Regions from separate parts of the Sander lucioperca genome. Here region 2 is linked to region 1. Evidence: chromatin contacts called from public Hi-C data. All regions are on one chromosome and are shown on one strand. Each heading gives the region's core, a stretch centred on a gene start, on an enhancer-like site or on the middle of the called end of the contact. The rest is flanking DNA. Distances are from core to core; before and after follow the strand shown.

Evidence for each region. A called contact is a pair of places that touch in the nucleus more often than the background predicts.
Region 2: a contact with region 1 is called in a Hi-C map of liver, with 4 times the contacts expected there. The contact joins the promoter of hoxa5a here to the promoter of nfe2l3 in region 1. A contact is called at or near these places in 2 of 2 Hi-C or Micro-C datasets (liver and muscle).

Annotation. Positions count from the first base shown.
Region 1 is chr16:22,102,540-22,109,789 of SLUC_FBN_1.2, forward strand. nfe2l3 (nuclear factor erythroid 2-related factor 3) reads left to right here and starts at 2,959. Exons shown (of 5, transcript XM_031323210.2): 1 at 2,959-3,905; 2 at 5,750-5,830; 3 at 7,213-7,250. The coding sequence starts at 3,390.
Region 2 is chr16:22,238,542-22,245,791 of SLUC_FBN_1.2, forward strand. hoxa5a (homeobox protein Hox-A5a) reads right to left here and starts at 4,754. Exons shown (of 2, transcript XM_031323255.2): 1 at 3,965-4,754; 2 at 2,773-3,339. The coding sequence starts at 4,559. The coding sequence ends at 3,089.

The DNA.
Region 1 (7,250 bases), core at 1,709-4,208:
GCGATTTGGAGCGTTTAGGCTGGATTTGTCGTGCCACCAAGTCAAATCTGTAAAAGCTCGCATGAGGCGGACCGCAAATGTCACTTGTTCTTTTCAATGGGGGGTTGTGCTTTGCAAGACTCTGATGCAGCGCATAAACGAACAGCTTATAGGACGCAAACATATCTGCCGGTGATAGCCTACAATTTCAAATATCTATGGTCGACATGTTGCTCATTGTGTGAATATTGTGCCACAATTTGCTGTTGGTCTACAATGTTGCAGCTGCATCCTAAACATGATCCTAAATGAAGTGTGATGTGGTGTGTAATCAGCCCTAGCAGGTTTGACTTGTCTGCACTTTGTGCTCACTCTGCAGGAGGACTCGACTGACTGTCTGCTGTTGAGACTACCAAGCTGACTGGCTATGTGTGTTGAACTTGTGTCGCTCATTAGTGTTCCTGCAATTGAATATGATTTTCTCTTTGTCCTTCTCTTTGATTTTTCTTTGTGATGCAATGGCAAAGTCTATGCAGACTTTCCAAAAGGATTAGGCTATTTTGGATTTGCAGTGCACAGTGAAAACTACATTACAGCCGCCACACTCGGAAGTTAATAGGTCACTCACTACAGTAGCCTAGCTTATACCCAGAGGAAGTGTTTCATTCATTTGGACTTCAACTGCTTATTCTCACATTATTTATTGGGTGAAGTGATAGATGTTTGTTTTCTTTTATAGCCTACGCGCGGTTCTCATATTACACTCCACTAAAGCAATATAAGAAAACGATATAAATTCAAAATATATATGGTAAAATGCAGCCTATAGAAAAGTCGTGGTTTTATATCATCATTTTATCAGTCGAAACCTAAAGACATAAAAAAGGATATTCACCTCTTCATCTCTTCTTGCTAAGGACGGTTTACTAGCCTTTAAACCCAAAGTCTACAAAATATGGGTCATTTGTAGTTATTACCTTGGTTTCATTTGAGCAGTAGAAAAGCGACATAAAATAGATATACATTACTGTTTCCACTATTCGACAGCAGGGGTCGCAAACGATCCAGATAACTGACACTCTCATGTGTATCGGCCTTCAGCAAAGTCCAGCCCAGTGACTGGGAGCCTCTCAGCCTGTAGCCCATCCTGTTTCCTCTGACAATTCAAACCATTTACATTTATATCAACATGAACAAAGAAATGTAACATTTGATGTGTTTAATCATAGGCATCAACAATACACAGTAATAAACACAGAGTGGAAGGTATCTATGTGTACTTGTACTTAAGTACTATTTTATAAGATTAGATTGGAGTACCTGTGATGCAAAAACTATCATAACAATAACACATTCTGCATAATCAATACTTTTACTTGTGATATTTAAGTGCACTTTTCTGCCAATACTTCTGTACTTTAACTTGAGTCAAATTTTGAATGCTAGACTTTTAGTTTTTTTTAGGTGTACTTAAGTAAAGGATATGAATGCTTCTTCCACCACTGGATATACAGTGGATACTGTATTTATTTTACAATTTTCACTCACAATAAATGTTTTCTAAATGTACAACAACCAGTTTCTGTTTTAATTCTGTCTATCTTCTAGTTTTGTTCTTCAGATTTAACTCAAGGTTAGCCCTAATCACAACACCACCAAGTGTTATTCTGGACAGCCACATGTGTATCAAGGCATGAGTATCATAAAATCAATCCCTTTTGTTATTGCCTTGATAAAGGCCATGCAGTTTACGCCTGAGATCTTGGAGGACAGACTGAGCTCCTCCAAAACAATGATGTTGTGTAATGTTCATCATTTATTTTGTGCATGTGGTTCTAAATTGTGATTGTAAAATTAGAAAAGAAACAAGGTACAAACAAAAATGTCATAGCCTATAGCGATTTTCATTCCTTATTTCGTCATAGGATCAGTTTGTGTCTCTGTTGCAGCAGAAGTTAACTGCAGGAAAATATATATCAGTTGATCGATCTTACTCAGTTGGAGGGGACAACCTCAAAAAGTTTACAGTGGCAACTTCAGCTTGTTTCACCCTTTTGGTATTAGGTGAAATGTATGAGAAATATGAACAACGAGGAGTTTTATAGGGTATTCAAAACTATAGTTCTAAACAAACAATATTCAGATTAAATTGACATCCTTGACTATAAAACCACTGACAAGACAGACCTTGAAAGATCCAAATGGTTGCGTTAAGGATAACATGACCTCATTACATCATCATCAACAACATCATCAGTCAAATGGCAAATATTGATCTGAGAGGGACTAATGTTTCAATCCAGATAAAGTAACATTGTTGCGATAGTGTGTTCAATAGTGTATTGGATTATTAGCCTACTGACGCAGTTTAACCTGTTTAAATTGGTAGAGGTGGAGCTATTTTATTGGGTAGTTTAGTCCATAACAATGCATTGCATACACGTTTTCATAGAAAATGTTATCTGGAAGCCTTCTTACAATCCTAGCCTACTGGAGAGAATGTTGGTTTCTTTATTTCCACCAATGATCAGGAATAAAGTAGCCTATAGCCTAGACGGATTTGTTTTAGATGTCCAGAGGGTAAATTGTTTTGTAGACGCCAGAATTCCGCCGTTGGCTTTTCCCTTTGTTAGGGGGTTAGGGTTAGGTTATAGTTGAACAAGTTCAAATTGTAATTCTGCTTTTAACCAGTAGGTCACACATGGGACAAGTGATGTTGGTCAGTAGCACAAACATCCCGGAACTGCAGCTTAACCTTGTTCCTGACAACCCCCTTCGGGGTCAATGTTGTTGTTGAACGTAGGAAACGAACACAACAAAGATCAATATTTGATATTTCTGAAGTGAAATGAGCTTAGTTTCTGCTATTAGTTCTGTAAATAACGTGTGTTGTTTGTGATGGGGGTTGGTGACTTGGAGATAGTCGCCAACTGTCCCTTACCCTCATTGGTCAAAAATACAACTGACATTCTTATTGTCCAATCACAATCTGTTGCGGCGAGCGCTTCGGACCAATCTGCATGAGCTATGTAAATCCTTGAACGAAGTTTCCCCAGTAGCAGCACACACTACGGTGACAGCATTTAGCTTTTCAGATGTTTCATTTTCTGTTTAATTAGCTAGCAACGTCAAGAAGGTTTTGATAGCTAGGTGCCGCCGACGAATAATTGAAGAGCATCGTTTTCGCTATGTTTGCGCCAAGAGGTTCCCATTAACCGGTTATTAAAGCTGATGGCTCACTGCTAACAGCTAGCATAGCTATCTAACGATTTCGCCGGTACGTTACAGCCTCTTTGTCTGACAGGGGGAGGCGTGCTCTTTTGTTAGCCTTTTCCCTTTGTCCATTCGGGAAAGAGGAACTATTGGGTCAGTATTTCGCAATTATCTGCAGCTCTAAAAGTATTTAGAAAATGCAAATCGCGAAAAAATACCTCACAGAAGGCCTAATTCAGTTGACGATCTTACTTAGTTTGATTGGAGTTCGTGTGGATATCGACAGCTACTTAAGCGGCTATTATACGCCTCTGATAGAGATTAGCGTGGGTCCTAGCTCAGCCTACACCCAGACACCCTTTCATAATTTGAGAGAAACTCTTGACGGATACAGTGTGCACCCAAAATGTCCCGAGTTGGACTATTTCTTTGCAAGTCGCCGGCTACTAGACGAGGTGAGGACCCTTGGCTCACCGCGGTTCCCCACACAGTTGAACGCATGGTTGGTGCACCAAGTGTCTGCCACTGACAAGGCTGACTGTGGGCCTTCAACCAGCAACAACACTGACACCAACTCAGGGTTAGAAAGCCCCGGGGACGAAGTCAGGAATGACAGTGAACACCTGCCTGACAGTGGCCAAGAGGTGTGCAAAACAACCCCTGAACTCGGACAAAGACCTTGTAGCGCTGGAGCCTGCGGGTTTTTTAAAGAGGCAAGTGTGTGTGAAATGTAACATAAAGTGAAACAGAGTTTGCTGCTAACTATTAAGCTATGTGACCAAGACGGTTGGCTGCCCAGCTAAATAAATTGACTGACTGAGGTGGAGAACCAGAGTTAAAACTTCCTCACTGCTTAACAGAACAGCTAATGCTATTACTAGCTAACAAGCAGCACCTGCCCATGTTATGATGGGTGCCCATGTAACAAGTAACTTATTATTTTGTAACATTTCCTTGTGCTCCAGGAAACAACACAATGTGATAACAACCTGTCGGCAACACTTGAAATGTGCATTCACTTTCACTTTGTATGGCTCTACCAGTTGCAATTCAGTGATTTAATTCTTGCTTGGTTATATTTAGGGACGTTCATGACAATTTGGTAACTCAGTTTAAAAAATACCTAACTGGTCTAGTTAAACAATTGACTTATCTATATAACCAGTTAACAAGAAGACAGTATAGTTAGTTTTCTAGTTAGTTGTACAGCATTACAGGTATTCGTCTGTCTGCTGCACCTGTCACTCTCACTATGGAACGTGACACATTAAGCCATGTCTGAATAGTCAGGGCAGCAGAATTAACCTAACAAATGAGACCCTAATAAGACCTGTGTATTGTGTGACCAGGCAGCTGTAAAACTTTAACTCAGGTTCACTCACTTGTTATTGTTAAACACTAAAAGTAAGAATAATAACCAATTGACTGTAATATGTGACTGACTGCCATTATATTTTTAAGATTTCTGCAATCACACCCAGACCTTTATATTCAACTCTGCTAGTGATTCAGTTTTTCTAGCTCGGGGTAGAAACAGCTGCTTGGTGAATGTTATGTCCTGAGGACGGTTGATGTCGCCAATTGTGTAACTTTATCCCCTTTCTTTAGACTCAACCAGCAGCTGTGGGCCTTGAGAGGCGGAGAAGTGAGGCTTAGACCCACACCCTGTTTGCTTTCACAAAAGCGGTGGTCCATACTTGGACACTGCCTCCTCCCAGGGTTCTTGTTCACATGGATAATGTGATGTTGACACATGTTTTTTTTTTACCTTACCCACTCTTTTGTAAAACAAGTAAAGGGTAAGCTTTTGTGTTTTTTTTTTTTTTTTTTTTTTTTTTTTAGAAACAGTGTTTCAAATGAGAGGACTACACCTGTGATATTTGAAAGTAATAATCAATACTTATCTACATTCGCTGGGCCATTTGAAGATGGAAAAGCTACTCCAGTAGAAGTCGACAAGCTCAGACAGAGCTTGAGCAAAACTTGGTGAATCAGGAGTGTCTTACAACATCTAACCGGGTTGGGTCATCTCTGGGAGTAATTAGCCTAACTGTTAGTGTGTGTGTGTGTGTGTGTGTGTGTATATATATATATATATATATATATATATATATATATATATATATATATATATATATATATATATATATATATAAATAAATAAATCAATAAATCCTAAGCCCCACTTTCATACATAAATACAGCTGCTAATGCATTTCTAACATGCAAAAGGCCCTGACCACAGTTGATGAGACAATGAAAGAAGTTAGGGTTCAGGCGGTCTCTGTTTCCTCCAGAGTTACAACAACCGCTTATTAAAACAAACCTTTTTCTCAGTCAGAACATTTGTTTTTAACATTTTCTGAGCTGTCCAATTATCTGTGATAGTGGGATTTGGGAAACCAGAAATGTAATTGTCTTTTTAGGTCTTTGGATGTTAGCCAACAAATTGACTGACTATTTTTTTCTCTTTCCCCTCTCTTCTATCCTGAATCCTTTCCTGATCCCCAAATGTGTCTTTCCCCTTCTCTCCATCTGCCTTTCTTTGACTTACCAGGAGGAGGATGTTAAAGTTAAAGAGGAGGAAGAACCTGTCCCACTTACTCAGCTGGCTCACAGTTCCACACTGGAACAAGAGGTATGATGCTGGTTTGTCACAGTTGCCTTCGTTTGTCGCTGTATACTGTTGAAAATGTTGCACATTGCATCAGTGTTTTAAAAAGTTTACTGAAACATAGCTATACTGGTTGTCTTTTAATAGTGTTCATGTGTGTCACAATGAGCTCGTCATGCTTTCATAGGATTTACAGTCACGTGATAGTGTTAAAAATGACGTACCGATTTTTAATCCAAAATTCACATTTTGACATGACTATCACTCAAATTGTAACATTCTGATGACAGTGCTGTTTTGCTAACACCGTGTAAGATTAGGGACATTGAAATCCAACAATTACTGTGTGTCTCACAGGGAAAGACTTTGTGTTTCAGTTTTCTTTCCTAATGTTCTATACAGCTAGCTTTCAAAAGGATTTAAGAGTATAATTATGCATTTTCAGCAGTTTTTCTCTTGTATTTTTAAGTTATATATTAAAGCATGTACTGTGGAAGGGTTTTAAACTCTGGCATGAATACTTTAATTCACATTTGAGACATTGCATAAACATACCATATAAAGCCCAGTTCAGACCAAATATACGAGACAGAACCGTTTTAAAATTCTGCAGGGAAAAGTTGCAGCAGTCTGAACCGGCCCGTCTCAGCTCGACTCAAGCCGGGTGATGGCGTTGCCTGCGACTCAGCTGGTCAAGTCTCCAGAGGCTGGTTTTAGATCGTAAGGGACATCACCTGTTTCAACAGCCAATAGCGAAGTCAGCTTGTAAAGTCACCTACAAACTAAAGAAATTAAATGATCCATAATCCATTTTATTTCTATGTTACAAACGAAATGGCAGAGTTTTACAGAGGTTCAGTGACTGCCCGCGAGCACGGTATCGTTATGAGAGAGAGAGAGAGAGAGAGAGAGAGAGAGAGAGAGAGAGAGAGAGAGAGAGAGAGAGAGAGAGAGAGAGAGAGAGAGAGAGAGAGAGAGAGAGAGAGAGAGAGAGAGAGAGAGAGAGAGAGAGAGAGAGAGAGAGAGAGAGAGAGAGAGAGAGAGAGAGAGAGAGAGAGAGAGAGAGAGAGAGAGAGAGAGAGAGAGAGAGAGGTTAAGATGCAGTGAATTCATCACTGGAAATGCAACTGTAGCAAGCATCTCACTATCACTTACGTTATCGACATTCATAATTGGACGCAACAAATTAAATATCAAGCTACAAAAAAGCTTGAAAGTCGGAAGTTAGAACAGAAGTACAAAGAGTCGTTGCTATGGAGATTATACACCATCTCGTCACATTGGTGTAAAGTGGCAGGTTTCAGACCGGTGCGTTGCAAGTTTCAACTCGTCTCGAATCTCTGGTCTGAACTGGGCTTTACTCTGTCCCTGCGGTATTCTTTGTATTTTCTTTTTGCCTGTTTCAGAGTCTGCTTGAAGGCATCACTGCACTGTCTGATCCAGC
Region 2 (7,250 bases), core at 3,504-6,003, 140 kb after region 1:
TGGCAGTATGCCGCACATGGGGCCCTGTCGAAATATCTCCTTTTGAAATATTGGCATGGGTTTTAATTTCCAAATACCCGCACTATCTGTGTGTCCTGTTCTATTTCCAGTGTCTAAAACCAAACAGGAAAGAGTGTAAACCCCGTATTTTATTTAGATAGGCAAAAACAATGAGCAAAATGTATAATAAACCGAGGAATATCAGCAGTATGGATTATTCTGGTGAATTCACAATCAGTGCTGCCCAAAAACGGTATGATGTTTGCTGAAAAAGAGGAAAACATGAAATCAATTTGTGCAGAATTCCACCTAGTCTGGCAGGAATTTATTTTAAAAATATGACTTTAAATTCCAAACCAGCATGGGTGAAAATGGATTTAAGAAGTTTTTGAAAGATTTACGTTGAATAACAGTACGGATTCTAGATATTATGGTGTAGTTCTCTACACCCAAAAAAAACTTGGTATATAACTTGGTATATATAAGTTATGATGGCTGGCGGACAATGTAACCTTTGCAAATCTGCCCAGATAATAACTTAAAAAAAGAAGCTGGATGGTTATTTGCAAGTTTGTTTGCTGACCAAAACTCATGAGACTCAAATAGTGATATTCAAAAAATAAAAAATATATATATTTTTTTTTTGTATGGTTTTAATATTTGGCCTGGAAAACAGGCGCATCGAGTCATACACTCTTTAGTTGAAAAAAAAAAAAAAAAAAACATAAAAAGAAAACGTATTAGAAAAAGGCCAGTACTTCAAAAAATATAAACGATATATTTCTTTCCCCCCATTTTCAGTCCATGTTTTTTGGGACTCAAGGTCTGCTGCTGCCTGGTTTCGCCTCGGCACTGATGGGACAAGAGGTCACCACAAAGCGAGAGTGACTTTTTAAGAGGTCATCTGAACTTTTCAACCCCAAACACAAAACGAGGTGGCTGACACAAAACGGAATTCCTTTTCAAATGTCTCCCTGCTGCTGTTTGTTCCCATGTTGTGTTTACTTGACACTGTTTACAGCCCGTCCTAAAGCCATTCACGGTGCTAACATGTGGAGCGCAGCGATCAGCAAAACAACAACTGCAACTTTTTTTTTCAGGGCTGGACCTAACTTCCAAAAGTCATCAGCACATATAGAATCCAATCAAACGGAGCTAGCTGTAAATATGTAGGTCTGCATTAGCGCTTAACCTTATCAAGGAAATCTCCAAACATCCCTTGGAAACTTTCTGGTTCACGGTCTGTGAATCCTCCAATGTAATAAAACGACAACAACTAGAAGTTTGTGGGGGTGGAAATGGACACAGAGATAATTATCCAACATGTAAAAACGGATTATGACTTACACCACAGATGGAGGGAAACAAGTTACGCGGGGAAGGAAGCAATTAAATAGCCATGAGCCGGACCCAACCCTGCGCAACATCTGCCGAGACCAGTATTCAGCACTGCACAACTGACAAATTAGCGTAATGGACTAATAGGGACAGATAAAGAGAGCGAATACAATAATGAGGCTGTTTAACACAGGCTGGCTGTTCTCGGGCTACCGGATAGTCTGCAGAAACTTACCCAGAGACGCGGTCCTAATCCTGGAGAGCGTCCGGTCCATACTGAGGCAGACTGAGCAATAGAGACAGTCTGTACCGGTCAAGTAACACTTACAGCCTGCAAAGAGAGAGTCAGTCGAAGCCTCGCCGTCAGTGCGATTATATGTTATGTGCAATATACTGTCAACTCCCCAAAACCATAAAACTTACTTTAATGGCTACCACGTGACCGTTTATGGCCAGTGAGCCTATCTGGCCGCGCTCCGGATGATTTTTACGATCTAATTCATAGACAAAACCCCCCATTCATTTAGCACCCAAATGTCAGAGAGCCAGGATCGGCCCTAATAAAGTTTACAGCTTGAAAAGTCGAGCTGATTCTCCGGGAATAGCCCAGAATTCTGTGCGCAAGGGGACGCCCGGCCACTGGAGCCGGTGAGTGGCCAAGGACCCCCCCCCAAAGCCCCCCACCCCCACCCACTCCACAGCAAGGTGAGTAACACATGAAGCTTCAATTCAAGGGAGACCTGTTGAATTCAAAGATTTAACTTGAGGAAACTTTGATATTTTTTGAGAGCTCATACAGGTGGCTTAATGATTTTAGACCAAACCGCAAACTCTGACTCTGTTGAATATTTTACAAAAACGAACACTCAATGTAATGTTGCCGTTCCAGTAGAAAGTTTATTATAATGGCCATCATCGTCAGCATTATTGTTATTATAGTATATTCTTGACTTCCAGTCTTTCAAAAACATTTACAAAAAGCTAATCACGATGGAGTTATACGCATAGGCAATGGAATGTACTGTGGAGACCCTCCACATAAAAACAGCTAGAGAAAACAAAGACAACATACGCTTTTACTAAAGATGGTGCGCCCAGGTAAACAACGCAAACAGCAGCAAAAGAAAAAGAAAAAAAAAGATGCAAGGCACAGCTACTGTACATACAAGACTGAATCGGCACCTCTGTCCATATAACGCACATAATAACCACACAAGGCTTACGTCTCTGCTGGCTCTACTTTAGGAAGCAAGTTGGTACAATACATCAAACAAATAAATACTACAGTACATACATAGAAAACAAAAGCTAAACACAAAGGCAGCTCAACCTCAACCCAATTGTTCTGAGTGCAGCACACAACTTTTACTGGATTTTTTTTTTTTTTTTTTGCGGTAGTTAGGTAGCATTTCAAGCTTTGACGTTTTTATTTTATTTTTTCGTCTGAACAAGAAATAATTTAAACAAACATTTATTTTGTTTCTTTTTCTACTAAATCTAGACAGAACTGTACATGATGCATATTTTTACTCACATAAGCATAACCACGGTGGAAATAAAAAGGAAATATTAAGGAATATAATGGGACGGTGGTTCGACATACAGTGGACCTATGGGGTGTCCCCTGTCCCGCACACAGAACGTTCACAAGTCTCTCGCGCTTTTTCAAATAGGAGGAGGAGAAGTTGATATGACAATCTTTGTTTTATTTTTTTTAGAGTGCTCGCTATCAGGGGTAGAGGAGTGCATATTAAGGCCTGTAGCCCCCCCCGCCTGCAGCCGCCATGTTCATGCTCTTCAGCTTGTTGTCCTTCTTCCACTTCATCCTGCGGTTCTGAAACCAGATTTTGATCTGTCTCTCTGAGAGGCAGAGGGCATGGGCAATCTCGATCCTCCGCCTGCGGGTCAGGTACCGGTTGAAGTGGAACTCCTTCTCTAGCTCCAGGGTCTGGTACCGGGTGTATGCAGTCCTGGCTCTCTTCCCCTCTGGTCCTGACAAATCTTGTAGAGAAGGAGAGGGGGAAACACATATAAGATGCAGTAGATGTAAACATTTAAAGTGCAGCAACTTTTTTTTGACTACATTTCTTTTTATCAGGCTGTTCAGTTTCTGCAGGTAGAGGTGGCTTAAAAGTTGGCACACGACTTTAAATGAGGCTTCATAGATCCCAAAATTATTAAAAACAACCAGTAGCAAAGTAAGATAGACACATTTTCAACAGCACCTCCTTGCGAAAAGGTATTAAAACAGTAAACTGATGTAAAATGTGGGCTATTTGACCTTAAAAACAAATAAACACAAAAGCGTAGGCTATATCCCGCATACTGTATATCTAATACACTTTTAACTAACTTAAACCTAATATGTTATATTATCAAATCATCCCGTATACCTGCGGTTTATGTTGACAGCGCTGAAAAGCAGTAGCATAGTACACCAAACAGGTGAGAGGCACATTTGGCCCCTTTGAAAATAAATATATTTTGTGCTAAAATCGTCCAATTCCGGCCTGTTTTGCTTATAGTTAAAACGTCTAAATATATAAACATAATAAAACCTTTACCAAACAATAAAGCAACGCTAGGTCTATAAAATCAATACAAGATCATTAAAAAAACAATTTACCATGATTTATATGTAGTTTTCTCATCCACGGATATATCTGAGGCTGTGTTGAGTCGGTGACATTTTGAGGAGTTGTTGGTGCGCTTCCCGCAGGCTTCTCTTCCTCGAGAGGGGAAGCTTTGGACACACAGTCCCGGCTGAGCAGCAGCGTACCTCCGTTCGAGCTCGAGCACGGGGTTGAGCACGGGTTCGTTATAGAGTTTTTCACGACTCGGTGTTGAGATTGAGTCTCGGTGACCGGGGACGAGGTGGCAACCGAGGAGCACGGTAGTGGGTCAGGTGGTGGCGATAGAGACGATGTCCCGGTGCTGCTGGCGGACTGGCTGTACCTGACCGGCTCCACCGAGGGTGTTGTCGCCGTTGAGTGACTCGGGGAGTAGCCCGGTGTCTGCTCGCTGCTCACAAAGTGTCCGGTACCGGTCCGCCCGACTGTTAGGTCCATTCCGTTGTAGCCATAGCCATACCTGCTGGAATGCATGGCTGTTGAGTCTCTGTATTGGTCGTTTGCCGTATTATGGTCTCCATAATTATGTAACTGGAAGTCCGCGCCATTGGGATAGCGACCGCAGAATGAGTTCACAAAATAGGAGCTCATTTGTTGACAATTCCACCGTTTGCTCGTTGTAGGTATTGTTGTTGTTTTTATTATTTTAGAGGTAAAATAGCATAGACCTGTGTGTTGATTTGTGGCTCTTATGGTTTAGCGCGTCCTATAGCACCCTTGCACAATTTATGATGAATTATGGAAATGAGTGGGACATGGACTTGATTCTCTCTTACGTAGGCACCCAAATATGGGGTACGGCGGAGTATCACGTGCTTTTGTTGACCAGTCGTAAATCCTGCTTGGTGACCTCCAGAGGTAAACTCGTGCACGCAGGAAATACTGGGTGGGATGTGAGGGGTGCGCGCCTCCATGCGCTCGTGGCTAGGGCAAACTCTGAGCCACGGCTTGGGCGTTTTGAATTGTCGTGGTGCGCCATCCTCTGGCTCAACTGTTGCACTGCCTGTCTGCGGCGCTTTCTGAGGCGTGGGCTCCACATGGGGTCATTCGGAGGTTAACGACCATTGCGGCAAAATCCAACGGGCTCCTAAACAATACCACAAGTGACATACTGTTGTGCATGTTATGATAGGCGATAAGTGCAAACAGTGTGCACAGTTAATAGAATGAAATCCCTTTCAAAACTGGAGTGCGGTTTTTTTCCACACTTTCTTATAATCATAAAACAACCAAAAAGCTACTATGTGGGAAAAGTCTAATGAATAAATTTTTTGGGGAGAGATAAAAGCCAAACATTGCCGAATAATAACAGACTGCCATTCAAGGCCTGTCCTTTATGACACAGTGAAGAATGAATAACTTTAAATATAGGCTATATATGAACACACGTAAAGCCACGTTACTGTCTATTTTAGGTTGGTTAAAATTGAAGTATTCCAAACAATAAGCTCTCAGCAAGCCGACTTTATTATGTTGTCGTTTAAAGGCGAACCATCGTTCATATTGACTTTTTAACAGTCAACATCTCATTAAATTGCATTTTTAGTATTGCCTGTTTGTGAAAGATTAACACAATATCGAGAAGAACATAAAACTGTTTCTATAAGCAGCTACCCAGTGTAGATGTTTGTGCAGTCACTTTGCAATTTAAAAAAACAATAGACGACATTTTAAATTGAAAAAGGAATATTCAAAGCGATTAATGGATAGTGCATTTGAAATATTTAATGTAAAATAGCCACAATATTCAGATAATTCATGTTTAATGTTTGCATTGTGCTATAAGCTATCCGTATTTAACATTAGGCTACAGTGTCAAATGATTTCCTGTTCCTTATAAAAAAAATTAAATATAATCTATAGACTTTCTACCTGATAAAAGTAAAAACTGCAAAGCATCGATCGATTGCAATGCAGGACAGACAAAGTAAAGATGATTATTATCAAAACCTTTAAACAGTTTAACCTTTTTTAGGGACGTTGGCTATGCGTTAGAAATACACAGACGAAATCTCTCTCATTGTAACCAGGCCAATACACTTATTAAAAAGTGTAAGTCGATGATCTACTATTGTCCATGTTAATTCTGAGCAGGCGTACAAAAACAGGAGGACCGCACAGAGCACGCAGCCTAAACAGATTCGTGACGCCTCGTTCGGCGCCCTCCGTTTGGTTTTCTCCTTGTGGAATTTTTATGGCACCCTAGTCTCTCCAAAGCAGCGGCTTGTCCTCTGCTTTCCCCCACATACTATTTCCCTACAGCAGCCCCTTCACCCAGTACAAGCCCAATCATGTGTTACTGACAAAAACAGTGAGATATAGATTATTTATTCTGTTCCAGGTATGTGCGCCCTTTGCGGTAACCTACACCCCCAAAGGCACAATGTGAGTAAGGGTGAATACCGGGCTCCACATCCAGTAGGCCCACACTAAGAGAATACCTACGGGGTGTGTGTTGGCTAAACAGTCATGCTCCAACAGCTGATTTATGGCTGGCCAATGGCAACAAAGTTCCCACGAAAATGATGTCCCTGAGTCGAGCCAGGGACACACCCAGGAACTAAATAAGAATCAAGGATATGAAAGAAGTGAATGCGCACTGGTGTCAAATAAGTCGGACTGGGAGCGAGGGGGCCACTGCTGCAGAAAAACAGGAGGGCAGTGCACTCTGCAGGCTCTCTCACACACCAGCACTCGTGTGTGTAAGAGTATACAAATAAAATCTTATACGTTTATAATTTATATAGTTACATTATTTTTTGTCTGAATATCATTACGCACGGCTGTAGCACGATTAAAACATTTTTCAATTCAACACTTTTTTTTCCAACAATAGGATAATGTGAAACTAGTATTTTTTGCAAAAAGAGCATATATCGGATGCATTCACTCTTGCACGTTTGATATCTTGCAAAAATCCGGCCATACTTTGCATTATATCGACTAATAATTTATCGCACGAAAGAAATCACAGCAATCTCAATGCCGAATAGACTCGCTAAGTCCATATTAAGGATCACCGTGAACAACATCGATGTGCAAACACAGAGTGCAAATAATGTTTTCGAACAGAAACATTTTACTTTTCTAACATCCATAGACAGGGACATTCTTCTGTATCAATTAAAGGTCATTGGAACTGTAAAATAATCCTGTTTTGTTCATTGAAAACAAGCATATTTAACAATTCAGTGTACAGTGAGCCAGGGCCTGCATGCACACGTATGAATAACAAGCATTATGCATGGACACAAAGGTAGAAATAAAGGTAAACTTCTCTGT